Regions from separate parts of the Mus musculus genome. Here regions 2, 3 and 4 are each linked to region 1. Evidence: chromatin contacts called from public Hi-C and HiCAR-type data. All regions are on one chromosome and are shown on one strand. Each heading gives the region's core, a stretch centred on a gene start, on an enhancer-like site or on the middle of the called end of the contact. The rest is flanking DNA. Distances are from core to core; before and after follow the strand shown. Region 1 holds the start of Mfap3l (microfibrillar-associated protein 3-like). Region 2 has its middle 37 kb from the start of Gm45650. Region 3 holds the start of Aadat (aminoadipate aminotransferase). Region 4 has its middle 18 kb from the start of Gm45650.

What was found. A called contact is a pair of places that touch in the nucleus more often than the background predicts. HiCAR-type assays count read pairs that join an accessible place to other places.
Region 2: a HiCAR-type map of kidney shows a contact between it and region 1, with 2.2 times the contacts expected there. The contact joins the enhancer-like site here to the promoter of Mfap3l in region 1. A contact is called at or near these places in 5 of 39 promoter capture datasets (the 3T3-L1 cell line, 3T3-L1-derived adipocytes, embryonic stem cells and 1 more), 7 of 484 Hi-C or Micro-C datasets (3T3-L1-derived adipocytes, Sertoli cells, embryonic stem cells and 4 more), 3 of 115 datasets of contacts at active chromatin or transcription factors (embryonic stem cells, kidney and neural progenitor cells) and 1 of 9 other capture datasets (embryonic stem cells).
Region 3: a contact with region 1 is called in a Hi-C map of nephron progenitors, with 4 times the contacts expected there. The contact joins the promoter of Aadat here to the promoter of Mfap3l in region 1. A contact is called at or near these places in 6 of 39 promoter capture datasets (embryonic stem cells, hippocampal neurons, liver and 1 more), 5 of 484 Hi-C or Micro-C datasets (embryonic stem cells, liver, nephron progenitors and 1 more), 1 of 115 datasets of contacts at active chromatin or transcription factors (embryonic stem cells) and 3 of 9 other capture datasets (adipose tissue, liver and pancreatic islet).
Region 4: a contact with region 1 is called in a HiCAR-type map of embryonic stem cells, with 4 times the contacts expected there. The contact joins the enhancer-like site here to the promoter of Mfap3l in region 1. A contact is called at or near these places in 4 of 39 promoter capture datasets (the 3T3-L1 cell line, the SN4741 cell line, embryonic stem cells and 1 more), 4 of 484 Hi-C or Micro-C datasets (the 3T3-L1 cell line, embryonic stem cells and uterus), 4 of 115 datasets of contacts at active chromatin or transcription factors (embryonic stem cells and stem cell-derived neural progenitor cells) and 1 of 9 other capture datasets (embryonic stem cells).

Annotation. Positions count from the first base shown.
Region 1 is chr8:60,631,198-60,634,576 of GRCm38.p6, forward strand. Mfap3l (microfibrillar-associated protein 3-like) reads left to right here and starts at 1,628. Exons shown (of 3, transcript NM_027756.5): 1 at 1,628-1,861. It overlaps Gm34730 (a long non-coding RNA gene), which reads right to left and starts at 658. Exons shown (of 3, transcript XR_379010.3): 1 at 270-658.
Region 2 is chr8:60,754,737-60,758,115 of GRCm38.p6, forward strand. It overlaps the pseudogene Gm45651. Among named protein-coding and RNA genes, the nearest start is that of Gm45650, 37 kb to the left of the region's middle. Within about 2 kb of position 1,530, at least 11 of the 459 cell types and tissues checked have an H3K27ac peak or open chromatin away from gene starts, as enhancers often do. A contact at or near this core is called in kidney, where this site is marked.
Region 3 is chr8:60,504,550-60,507,928 of GRCm38.p6, forward strand. Aadat (aminoadipate aminotransferase) reads left to right here and starts at 1,575. Exons shown (of 13, transcript NM_011834.2): 1 at 1,575-1,730; 2 at 2,540-2,708. The coding sequence starts at 1,664.
Region 4 is chr8:60,735,828-60,739,206 of GRCm38.p6, forward strand. No RefSeq gene overlaps it. Among named protein-coding and RNA genes, the nearest start is that of Gm45650, 18 kb to the left of the region's middle. Within about 2 kb of position 1,579, at least 12 of the 459 cell types and tissues checked have an H3K27ac peak or open chromatin away from gene starts, as enhancers often do. A contact at or near this core is called in embryonic stem cells and stem cell-derived epiblast-like cells, where this site is marked.

The DNA.
Region 1 (3,379 bases), core at 378-2,877:
CTGACTGGAACAAAGGGAGACAGATTCCGTGTGGTTCTCAGCTACAACTGTACAGAATGGTTACTGAAAACTTGAACGGATTAGGTTTTTGAAAGAGGCAGGGAGGTTCGTTGAGCTAAGATGCTATGGAAACTAATGTTCAAGTATGATTTCCATTTCTCAGGCTTTTGGAGAAGGACTAGGTTTTGATATGCTTAGAAACGAGAGCCCGTGCATCCATTGGCACATAAATCCCTCTGCACCAGCGTTCGTCCGTTCGTCCCACGTACCCATGCTATTGCTTGCTGTAAGGGCAGCTCCCTCCTCCTGTCTTCTGAGCTCTGGTGTCTTGATGTTCCTCAACCTTGGGCAGCCAGATGCCAGAGGCAACCACGTGCAGCAGTCTGGCACTGTTCAGAGCATGCTCAGTTGCCTGCAGCCACTTCTGCGGCGGAACTCAGGGCTTGAGGTCACAGACAATACTTTGCCTCTGGGTTTGTCAGTCACAGAGAAGGAGGTCGACTGCTATCCCGTTAACAGCTTCCTGTCATCTTGACAGCTGTTCCTAACTCAGAGTGGAATACGCGGGGTCTGACAGCCTGAGCCACTTTAGTAGCGTTAATTTGCTTAATCCAACTCTCCGTGTTTTTCCAGCAGCCTATGACCAACATAGGTGTGGGGGCGGGGCTACCCTTCTTAAAAAAAAAAAAAAAAAAAACACGGTGTGGGGCGTGGCCGGAGGGGGCCAGGATAGAAGAGCCAGGGAAGAAGAGCTTGGTCACTGTCCCAGAAACTGACAAGATCTCCCTTAAATAGATAGATAGAATGATAGATAGATAGATAGATAGATAGATAGATAGATAGATAGATAGATAGATAGATAGATAGATAGATAGATAGATAGACAGACAGAAAGATAGATGATAGGTACATAATATTTAAATGCGTGTGGGATGGCAGGGGAGAGATCCACTAATATTGCAGGACTGTTCACAGAAAACTTATGTAGGTGGTAAAAATATTTTTAGAATACTTATTTTTTCTCATCAGAACAACTTAACTGCTCTTTAGAGAGAATGTCGAAACTGCAAATAATTTTAAGGGGCAGTTTTATAAATTTTCGCGGAACCACACCACTCAGAATCCACCGCAAACACCCTGCTGTGTCTTGTCGTGCCACTTCGAGGCGTCCACTGTGCTTTTGCTGTGACAGCGCGGCCGGCCGCCTAGGAGGCCCCATATGCTCCTGCTCGCGAGGTGCTGTGACAAGACAGCCTTAGAGACTAGGTTGGTTAATGCGTGGGTAGGCTGGTTGCCCGTGGCATCCAAGATGACATTCGAAGACGCCTTTGCCTGCGTGTCCTTGAACGCCACTGAGACGCGACGCTCCGGAAAGTTGAGGTGACAACGCCGGCAGCGCCCTGCCTCCCCACAATTACCAGTCACGCTGCCCTAGCACCACTGAGTCTGGAGGAAGAGGCAGGGTGGAGCGCGGGAGCACCGCCCAGTGGCCGCCCGGTCCCGCCCAGAGGCCGGGCTCTCTGAGCACGATGCTTCCCTGCAGACTGCAGGGCCAGCCCGGGGTGGGCGGAGCCCACCACCCGCAGCGGCCCGCCCCGGGCCGCGGCTGCGGCGAAAACCCGGTTGTGCAGAGTGCACCGGACCTCGGCGCCGCCGGGAGCCGCACTGGGCATGCTCGGCTCTCGCCGGCTCTGGAGCCCGTAGGTGGGAAGCTCCGGCTCCCGGCGGCGGGGCTCGTAACCCGCATCGAGAAGAGGCGCGGGCGGCGGAGGAGGTTGGTACACGCTCGGTGCTGCAGAGCTCCCCGGGTGGCCATGGCGAGAGGTGCACGGCGACCACCCGAGTGGCGCAGCGGTGTCAGGTCAGTGAGGGCACTGGGCGGGCGAGCCTGGGCGGCGGGCTACAGTAGGAGGGAGCCTCGCACCGGGTTTGTGGTCAGCGGCCGCCCGAGCTGCAGAACTTTCGGACGCCTGGGCTGGCGAGGCTACGCGCCTGGAGGTGCCCTGCTCTCCCAGCTCGTGGCTGGTCGCAGGATGCTGGAAGTACATGCAGGGCGGAGACCGGCGGGTTGGGGACAGTCGCGTCCAAGGCTCGTGCCACAACCTTCTGATGGCCAGGGGCGCGCTGTCCACAGCGCGTTAGCACAGAGCCTTCCCAATCTCCCGGGAGAAGGAGGATGCCACGCAGAGACAGGGCTCTTCGCCCAGCTGTGGATCGTTCTTGTCACGGTGCCTCAGTTTCCCCAGACAGGGAAGGGTGTACTGGCCTTTGCCCGGAAGGCGGCGTGGGGAGCTCCGAAGCGCCGCGTCCTGATGCTGCAGGAGTGTGGGAAGCAGCTGGTGCTAAGAGCTGCTTCCTTGTCTTGAGAGCTCTTGGAGTTTGTCGCATTTCCCACCATAGCAAGTTGACACCAAATTGTCTGGTGGCCTGGAATGGGGGAACGTCCTTCTTTGGCTAAAAAAGTAAATGCCGAGTCAATCCTTTTTAAGCCCGAGAATTGCTTGTCTCCCTCTTTAAATTAGCCTGGGATCGCAAATTCCAAGGTTTATAAAGCAAACTGGAAAAAAGAAAAGAAGATGTTTGCAGGTACATCAGCTGCTCACCCTGTAGAAAATATTATGGCTCCGTCGTCATTGTTTTGAAAGACACTTGTTCAAAGTGTGGTTACTGTAGCAATCTTTATTTGCTCTAGCTTTATATTAGGAACTTGGAATCAGCATTGCAGAAACAGTGGTTTTTGAAGTTTTCTCACTCCCCCCCCCCCAGGCAAAACACTTTTTTTTTAAAGTTGCTACTACACTCAACATAGTAAAATGTTCAGGATTAAATCTGCAAGATGGAAAAAGAATTGTTTTTCAGGAGAGACTAAATTAGAGCAAGGTAGTTTGCAGGCAGTGAGCTAATGCACAAAAATGCAATCTGTACCTTCTAAGGTAATGTTACTGTTTTCCCCTACAGCTACCCATATTCATCTATTAAAATACTTACAAGTTTGAGGAGCCCAGCACATGACTGGTTACATTACCTGGCTCTGTGTGATGCACCACGTTTACAATGTGCCCTGATTGCTCCACCTAGCTATGCCTTGTGCTGTTTAGAAAGAGACAAGTGGGATCTTTCCTTAGCTGTGTCTTTCTGATTGATAGCAGGGGGCTGAGCACCTAGGTCTTACAAGTGTTGCTGGGTTTGTACTTCTGTGCCCCCTGGGTTTGCTAGTGACACTAGATGAACACAACAGACCATTTCTTTTAAAAATAAATCTCCTCACACTCATGTGACCTTATTCAAACCCCACTCCTCACCCTTTTTGGCTAACAATTGAAAAATTTAAGACTATTTAAGTACCACAGCTATTGTTTAATTTGAGCTTTCAATATTT
Region 2 (3,379 bases), core at 280-2,779, 120 kb after region 1:
TGCATGCACACATGTGCACAGACACAGGAGCGCACACGCACACACCCACACCAGTAAAGTCTTTCATTTGTCATCCACACACCTGCAGTTAGATTTGAATGTACAGTGTGCCTCATAGCCTCGCATGTCTAGACATTTGGTCTTCAGCTGGTGGTGATATTTGGGGATACAATGGCACTTTTACTAGCGGGGTTATATAGGGGAAGTAACTCACTGTGATGTGGGCCTTATGGGTCATAGCCATGTCCTAGTTCCGACCCATCCTTATGATTCCTGGTCCCCTGAAATGTAAGTGAACAACCTCCCACTGTCACCACCCCAGCTGTGAACAGCTGTGAGCTCCACCATGCTCCACTGTTGTGGGTAGTGCCACCTCAAGCCACGAACCAAAAGAAACCCTTCTCCCCTTTCAATGGCACACAAGTTACTCACATAATGTATGCATGAATTATAAATCAGAGAGCAGAGAGATGGCCAAGTGGTTAAGAGTGCTTTCTACTCTTACAGAGGATCCAAGTTCAGTTCCCAGGACCCACATCAAAATCACCTATAATTCTAGTTGCAGGCGATCAGATACTCTCTTCTGGTTCCTGCAGGCACCCACATATACACAAACACATGAATAAATAAAAATAATCTTTAAAATGAATACATTATAAATAGTATGCTTATACTCTATATAAAATTCATATCTCTATAAAATATACATAATAACTGTAAGAAAATACATTAAAACATATGAAGTAGCTTCATGTCTTCTTATGACATATGTGTGTGTGTGTGTGTGTGTGTATGTGTGTGTGTGTGTGTGTATTCCTTTAGAGATCCTTGGTTTAGACAGGAATCAATTTTTTGTAAGAAAGCCATATAGTAAATATTCAAAAATTTCAGATCATGTAAAACCTCAGCAGCATACCCTTTGCTTTCTTTTTACTGCAAATAGTTGTTCAATAATGTACACTTATATTTACTCCTGGGGCCACACAAAAATAGAGAAGCAGCTATAGTATACTCCTTGTTTTAGATTATAGGCTACTCTAGAATAAATTATCCCGGGCAATGAATGAGCAAACACATTCATGTCTAATGAATCCTGAATTAAATCAACCAGCAAATGCAGTGAAGTGTGGGAGTAAGGAGACCGGCTTCAGCAAAGAGATGCTCCATGAGGTCTCCAGTAAGCTGGTACCTAGGAGTGGCCATGAGCCGGTCAGAGAAGGGCAAAGGAGAAGCCCTCTGAGAGGGAAAGCATACAAGTTCCAAGCCCGGATGTGGAGAAGAACGTGCTTGTTAAAAATTCACAGTCTTGTCTCCTGGAGGAGTTCCGTGAGAGGACAAAAGAGCAAAACGCAAGATAAGATTTGGAAGTTAAGATAAGCGACAGCAAGGAGCGCTCTGAAGACAATTTCCAGGAGCATGAAGCAGAAATGTAGTTAAGGAAGATAAAAATCACCAGACCGTGTGTGCAGGAATGTGGGCAGAGTGAAATGGGCGCCAGAATGCGGCAGGTCAAAGAGAAGTGGGCCGCTTTGGTGAGCGCCTCGGGCTACTTGGGATGATGATTAAACCGCTAAGTCCTTCACTGGCATTCGCCTTGAGACAAAGCCATCACGGGAGCACATGCAGTTCTGACTCTGACTTTTTTATTAACCAAACCAAACAAGTTGAGAACAAAGTTTATTCTCCCCTTTGCTCTGGTTGTTTTCATGTTATTCAAACTAAAACGTCATTTAAATATCATCCTTGGAAGACCATCCAAGACATAAGTAACACCATTTGCCTCCAAAGAGGGAAACTGGGTATCAGTTTGTATAAGTCAGGCAGTTGTGGCAGCCACTTAATCCCAACTCTCAAGGGACAGAGATGGCCATTGCCTGGTCAAGGTGGTTAGATTAGCCAGAGTTGATGAGCCCCGGGTTCAGCAAGACACCTTACTTCAGCATACAATGTAAGAGGCAATGGCAAAAGAGACCCAATGTGAAGTTTAGGCCTTCACATGCACTGTACACACATGCATCCTTATGTACACATATGCAGCCACATCATACACATGCACGCGCACACATGTGTGAACACACGCACACACAAACGAGTTTAAGAATAAATGATAAAAACAAAACAAAAATCATATTATACAGTTCACCTGTCCCTCTAAAAACAGAGTTAGCATACTGCTTCTATGTCTACATCAAAACTTACACACAACTATCAACAGCATCATTATCTTTTTAAGAAAAAAAATATATACCACTTTCTGAGACATGGTGATATGTGCTGCAGAGCTCTGTTCAGTCAGTCTGCTCCATCCTGACTCACTGCTGTTTGCTCCTGCTGAGGAACAAATCATTCAGGAAGCTGTGCACCTCAGCCATGCTTAGAATTTAAAGATACCAGGAAACGATGCCCGCGGAGCCGGAAGTGGGGATTCACTGAATTCGAATCACACTCGCCAGCGGCAACATGAAGTTGCTGGAGAAGGTTTGTATGGACTTGTTCAGAGGCACAAAAGGAAAAGTGAAAGGACCGGTGTGCATGCCTACCAAGACACTGAGCATCACTACCAGAAAAACATCTTGTGGTGAAGGTTCCAGGATATGGGAGCATTTCCAAATGAGGATCCTCAAGATTCACACAGTCCTTCTGAGGTTGTTGAACAGATTACTTCCATCAGTATTGAGCCGGGAGTGGAGGCTGAAGTCACCATTGTAGATGCGTAAGTCAATTGTTTTCATAAATTGACTTAATTGTTAAAATATATGTATAAACCATCCAGTTATTTACCCACAAATGGATACCATAAAATGCAGTTTGTTCATGTAATAGAAACAATAAAGTGCTTATAATACTACAATATGAATGAAGCATAAAATACTACATTAAGTGAAAGACGTTAATGGCAAAAGAACAGAGTGATGATTCCACTTGTATTAAAAAAAAAATCCACAATAGGATATAGCAACCCCAGAAGCAAACGTTAAAATTGCTGATGCAGTAGGGCTCCTTGGGGCCATAAGGTGGAAAGTGATGGCAAACAGATACTGGATTTTGTTTAGCGGATCAAAATGTTCTGAAATTAGATGGTGACAGTAACAGAGCCCTGTAAGACACCATGCCTCACCAGGTTTAAACAGGCAGATTGCATGACACGTGAATTGCATTTCAAGAAGCAGACTGTTTTTTCAAGTCAATTGGCAAAAGGCTACTAACACAGCACACTGTACTTTATAATACAAGCATACTGCTACTTACAATAACAATATTGATCATTCAGTGCATGAACCCTTGGGTTTATGAAAATAAAGACCAATGGGATTTTTGTTGTTTGTTTGTTGTTGTTGTTGTTGTTGTTGTTGTTGTTGTAAAAGGCTCATTTGTTTTG
Region 3 (3,379 bases), core at 325-2,824, 130 kb before region 1:
TCTTGTTGGAGGAGGTATATTGCTTGGAGAAAGCTCCTAAGTTTCGAGCACCCACATCTTTCCCAGGGATCTCTCCCTGCCTCTTTCCTGAGAATCCAACTGTAATCTCTCAGCTACAGCTTCAGCGCCATGCCTGCATGACTGCCTGCTGCCATGCTCCCTGCCATGATGGCCAAAGAATCTAACCCAGCAGAACAGTGGACACTGAATCGAATGTTTTCTAAGTTGCCTTGGTCATGGTGTTTTATCAAGACAATATTTAAACTTAACTAAAACACAGAAAAGTCTGCATAGAAAACGCAGCAAGCTTTTTTTTTTTTAAAGAATCTTTATTTCATGATTTGATGGTCTTAGAGTCTATGCCTCGTGCTCTGTCTTCAGAGTGTACGAGTGCAGGAAGAGGCTGGCCTCCAACACTGAGAAGTCAGGCTATCTGTGGCACGTATTATTTTTAGAGTCAGAATGGTTATAACTCCAAAGCCCCTCTTGCCAGCCCGAGGACCATCCTCTTGGATGCAAAGTCCTTGCCTGACACAGCTAGTTTAAGCTACAGTGGTCAAATAAAGCTGACACCTCAAACGTCATGAGATGTCCTGTTCCCAGGGACAAGCTTGAACCCTGAGTTTTCAGCTGTTCTTTATTAATTTTGGAATTCACTCACTATATGGCCCAGGCACCTCAGCTTCCAAAAGTACTCCTTGAGCGATTCATTCACCGCTCCCTCCTTTAAATAACTGTGAACTTAAGACAGTTTCTCTTTGTATGGTCATCAACCAGGTAATTTCATACTCGATAATCGCTTTATCTTCACCATACCCAACACACTTTCAACCGAGCACTTACACAGTGGAAGCTTTGGAACTCAGTGGGAGAAGAGGCTGAGAATCGAGGAGACTGCAGATTTAGTCTTCAAATTTGGGGTTGGGAGTAACTATCCCCACTTACTCTACCGGGCTTCTACTTTGTAAAGTTACCTGAATTCATCTGGGTCCCCTTGAAGATTTGGGGGGTGGGGGTGAGAGAGGGAAGGGAAAGAGAGACAGAAAGGGACAGAGAGATAGAGAGAGACAGGGAGAGACAGAGAGACAGACACCTTGATACTGAGAAACAAGGCTAAGCACCTATTATAATGCCTGCTGCAATGGAATAAAACTACCACCAGAGGGTACTAAAGGACCAGGATCCTGAGATACCATCAGCTTCCAGAGGCTCATTTCAAAGATCTGAAGGGGAGGGTTTGGGGGGCTGGCCAATAGCAAAGCTGTGCTGCGAGGCTCTGAGCAGTTGCGAGACTCTGAGCAGCAAGGTCAAGAATCCACGCTGCGTTTATGTGAATTCGGGCACCGATCCCTGTTGTTATCGTGCATCACAGCAGGGCCTAGCGGTTTTCGTCTCTCCAAGCCCATCCCTGACCAGTGACTTGGGCTGCCTGTGGTCAGCTGCCATAGGCCGGCCGGCGGGGCGGGAGAGGGCACCCGGGTCAGCCACTGCCCCTCTGTGGATGGACTTTGTCCCTTCTGCCTCCTGACCCGGGTCTATTTAGATCTCAGACACCTACCGCAGCCGGTAGGCAGGCAGATTGGGTGGCACTACACAGGGACAGCTAACAGTGCATCCCGAGTGACTGGCTTTCTGAATCCTGCTCCACGCGACCAGCAGAGACATGAATTACTCACGGTTCCTCACTGCAACGAGCCTGGCCAGAAAGCCATCTCCCATCAGAACTACAGGTGAAAAACAAAGCCAGAGCCCTCCCTGCTCTGCAAGAGTGGAGTTTTCTTAGCGGAAGCTCTGCATGGTGCCCTGTTTTGGCGCTCACCGCTAGGGTTTGTGCCCATTCATTCAAGTGTGAAGACAACCTGTGAGCATTAGTGAAGGAGGAGTTATTTAACTTTTGTTCACTAAGAGCTTGGCTTGGAAGGCAAGGCAAGGCAGTGAGTATTTTTGCTGAGGTGTTGGAGATGAGCCAAAGGGCCAAGCATGAGGCACATCTTTCAAGCCAGCTGTAGAGAAAGGCTCTTAAAGGACTGGGGAATGGGACCCAGAGGTGGAGTTGGGACACACACAGGTATTGGGCAACAGGGAAAAAGGCCTTCTGCTGCTGGGGCCCTCTCCATTTTTCTTCGCCATCTGCATTCTTGGATTCCTCCCCCAGTGAGAAAGTCTAGAAAAATTTACTTTGTATTTATTTCAGACTAGCATTCAGTCTTAGCCCAGTATGCTGCTTTGTCAGACTAGAGGAGAGGAGTGGTAATTTAATAAACAGCAAGAATGTTCTGTCGGCTCTGGAGACTGCCATGCCCAACATCAGGTACCCAGTGAGGACAAATCCAAATAAATGATGCTTCTCGCTGCAGCTCGGTCTCTTCTGTAAGAACACTAATTCCATTTCTGACGGCAGAGTTTTTAATGATCTAATCCCATCTTTAATATAGCATATCAAGTACTAGAGTCGAGTATAGGACTTGGTCAGGGACATTAATGTTCAGACCACAGGACGGTGGACACATTTTTTTTCTTCTTTTTGTGTTTATCATAGCGGACATACTGAGCAAAGCACCAAAAACCCTCATCTCCCTGGCTCCTGGATCTCCAAACCCGAGCATGTTCCCCTTTAAGTCAGCTGCCTTCACTGTGGAAAACGGAAGCACCATCCGGTTTGAAGACGACTTGATCAAAAGGGCCCTCCAATACTCTCCAAGCTATGGGTAAGTAAGTGACCAATAGACGGTAGAATTCTATTGGTTCATTTTTAAATGCCATTGATGATGTGACTGAGATCTTTTGTTAATGGGGTGTACAATGACTGGGGAAGTTGGGAGAAGACTTTAAAATATTAAAAGCAAAATCAGTACTAAATGCTTCACACACCCCAGTGATGAGCTTTCAACCTTAAGTGACTGGGAGAGCCAGAGAAACATCTACAAGGAAGTCCCATTTGAGCTGAGTATGATACTGAAAAGAACAGTGGGAAGAGCATCACAGTGGGAAGAAAGGAAATGTATAGAACAGTCCTTGGATGTTCTGCACACACACACACACACACACACACACACACACACACACTTCCTCTCCCCTCTGGATCCACTCCCTTTCTGTCTCTCATTAGAAAAGGACAGGCTTCTAAGAGATAACAACTAAACATGACAAAATAAAATATAAGATGAAGCAAAAACTGTCATATTGAAGTTGAACATGGCAACCCAACAGGAAGGAAACAGCCCCAAGAGCAGGCGAAAGAGTCAGAAACACACTCGTTCTCAGAGTCGGGAATCCCATAAAAATACTAAGCTAACAGCAATAATATAAGCAGAGGACCTGGTACAAACCCAGGTAGGGCCTGTGCTTGCTATTTCAGTCTCTGTTATGTACCTTACTT
Region 4 (3,379 bases), core at 329-2,828, 100 kb after region 1:
AAAGGAAAACATTTAATTGGGCCTGGAGTACTGTTCAGAGGCTCAGTCCATTATCATCATTGTGGAAGCATGGTTGCATTTTGCAGACATGGTGCTGGAGAAGGAGCTGAAAGTTCAATGTCTAGATCCACAGGCTGCATGAATGAATGTCACACTAGATCTATCTAGAGTACCTGCGACCTCAAAGCCCAGCCCCATTTCCTCCAACAAAGCCACACCTATTTCAACAAGGCCACACCTCCTCACAATGCCACTCCATTTGGGATAGGTATTCAATCACATGAGCTTATTGAAACCACAAAAATAATTCTAAAGACTCCCACAGGCTGTGCCTTTCAGGTCCAAAGGTCAAATTCCACAATGAACAATTGAAACAGTTAAATTAGGTCATTTGTATTTTCATGTGTATTTTAGTAACCAATTTAGACAAGGGCCATTTTACAGGGATCAGTCAAGGATGCCAGATGCTCCTTGGTACACGCTAGGCAGTTGCCCCTCCCCCCCGTTGTGTCTGGCCAGTAGATTATAGCCTGGGTTTTAGCCTGGAAAGGCATTTTGGAAACCTAGAAGAGGGGCTAGGCGAGGAGAGAAAGAAATGCAGCTAAGACAGGCATTCTGATCAAAGCTCAATTTTACTGTTCTGCACGCAGTTATGAAGCAGGGGAAGGGGCCCGATTCCCGCCAAATAATCTCTGGGTCTAGTAGCAGGGTGACCACGTGTATGGCTCTAAACAGCAAAGCGGCAGGTTCCAACAGTGGGCGTGACAAAACGATTAAGCGAGAAGCTCCACCCTTAAACAAAGTTTCAGGCTGAGAGAAAAAAAAACTACACCCCCCCCCAACCATCATCTGCTATCCAGCCTTAGAAGACAGTTCCACTTCCCTATGAGCTACACATCTTATAAAGAGCTCTTTTTTACTGTTCCCTAAGGTAAATGTAAATGTGACAGTTTGGGATGAGGATGAGGTCTTGTTTTAAAGAACAGAGCCGGGCATGGTGGCGCACGGCTTTAATCCCAGCACTTGGGAGGCAGAGGCAAGAGGATTTCTGAGTTGGAGGCCAGCCTGGTCTACAGAGTGAGTTCCAGGACAGCCAGAGCTACACAGAGAAATCCTGTCTCTAAAAAAAAAAAAGAACAACTAGCCTAGTTCTAGTGTGGCCTTCCCTCCCCCTCCCCCCCCTTGAGTAGGCTAAACAAACTGGTGGATTCTACAACCTGGCTAGAGTCAGCACCTAGCCTCGCTGCATTTGCAGTTTCCTGCAGGAGCTTTGAGGAGTTGACCACCTGCTGAGCTTGCTTTGCAACTCAATCCACCTGAGACAAAGGACAGGATGGGTCTGTGCAGGATGGGTCTGTGGGGTTTCCCTATATAAATGCAGAGCTGAAAATTAAACTTTGAGCCTTGGTCAGAAACCTTTGTCTTGGCTTCATCCTTCTTTTGCCCGCCCATCCTTTTTTATTTTCAGCCTAGTTCTCTGTGGCTGCTGGACAGCTACAATCTAGTACAAACACTGGTTAGGAAGAGTTTAAGCACGCCCCCCCCCCCCACCCCCCAGTTCCAAAGGAGCAGTCTGTCATATTTAAATGCCAGTTTGAGTCATGTCTGACCAGTAGAATGGTCATCTACTTCCTGGCAGCCACAATGTACAGAGTTCTGACAGCATTTAGTGACTATGTACCAGCATAGCACTAATTTCTGCCAGTACTCCTGTGGGTTGTTTTGTTTTGTTTGCTTTGTTTTGCTTTGCTTTGTTGCTCTCTCTCTCTCTCTCTCTCTCTCTCTCTCTCTCTCTCTCTCTCTCTCTCTCTGTGTTTATTTTATTTTATTTTATTTTATTTTATTTTATTTTTTGAGGCAGGGTTTCTCTTTGTAATTGTCCTGGCCAAACTCAGTTTGTAAACCAGGCTTGCTTCAAACCCGCCTCTGCTTCCCAAGTGCTAGGATTAAAGGTATGTATCACCACACCCAGAATCCTCCAGTACATTCTTATGGTACAGAGTTGAGGACAAGCACAATGTGCTGTGAGGTCTCACCAATTAAATCTCCCTCCAATAGCCATCTACAAGTAAAATCCTTCCCCCAAACTCTACAGGACCATTTGTTCCCTGGAGACCCAACACTACAATAAGGTGATATTCCTATCTCTACAGTCTGCAATCACTGATATTGGACCAAATGATACTGGGGTAGTCAGTTTTCTGTTGCTGTGACAATCTACCAAAACCTCTTTGGCTGATAAAGCGCAAAGGTTTATTTGGGCTCATGTGGGAAGCCACATGTGCCGTTGCAGAGTGGCACTGACTACTGCTGGCCACCACGCATAAGATTGGACAAACAACCAATGTGTACATATGCAGTAAAGTTTTTTGCAAAGACACTGCCTGGCCCAGGCATGATAATGAGGTTCTGTAAGGTACTGAGAGTATAACCAATCAGATGTGAGACATGCAAATGAGGTATGATAATGAACGTGTGCAGAAGGATCCTGTTGCAGCGTCGTTCTTCCTGGCCAGTCGAGCGCGCGCAAGAAGTGGTGCCGAAAACCCGGGACAAGAAACATCTTCAGGCACGAGCGAAGACCCCCTGCTACAGGGAGGATTCAGAACTGCATCACGGGGAAGGAGCAGTTAATAAAGGTTCCCGCAAAACAGTCTGCTGAGAAGGATCCAGCGTGGATTCAGAACTCTTCAGCTGGGGAACGGTGGTAATGAAGTGTTCCTGCAAAACAGACTGCTGAGAAGGATCCGGAGTGGATTCAGAACTCTTCAGCTGAGGAACGGCGGTACTGGTAAGTAGAAAGAAATTAATGTGAGAGGCATGCTCTCCTACGAAATAGATCTGATAATTGTTGCTGGGGTTGCTATCTTTCTTGCCTTGATCTTATATCATGGCTTTAATTGTCAACTCCCAAAATGTAAAGATACAAAAAATAGTATAAAAAATAGTAAAAAGCAGAAAATTAAGTCAATTTACCCTCCTCTTGAGGACTCTGAGTCGTTAGAATTGTCTAGCTCAGAGGATTCCGAATTATCAACAGGAGAGGAGGAAGATTTGAAGGAGGCTGCTGCGGAGTATGAGGCAGAAAGATCTGGTCCAATAGGGAGGAGTTTCAGTGCTCCCCCACCTACTCCGCCTTATGCAGATAAGAAAGCAATTGGCAATGGTCACTCTTTTTGCACTCCTAAAGGGTTGCAAAAAATATGTCAGGCTTTTCCTGTTTTTCAGGATCATGCTCAACAGCGATATTATGAGCCAATATCGCATAAACAAGTAAAAGAGCTAGCAGAGTCAGTAAGGACCTATGGAGTTAATGCCTCATTTACTCAGTCCCAAATTGATAGATTGGCTCACAATGCCATGACTCCTTTTGACTGGA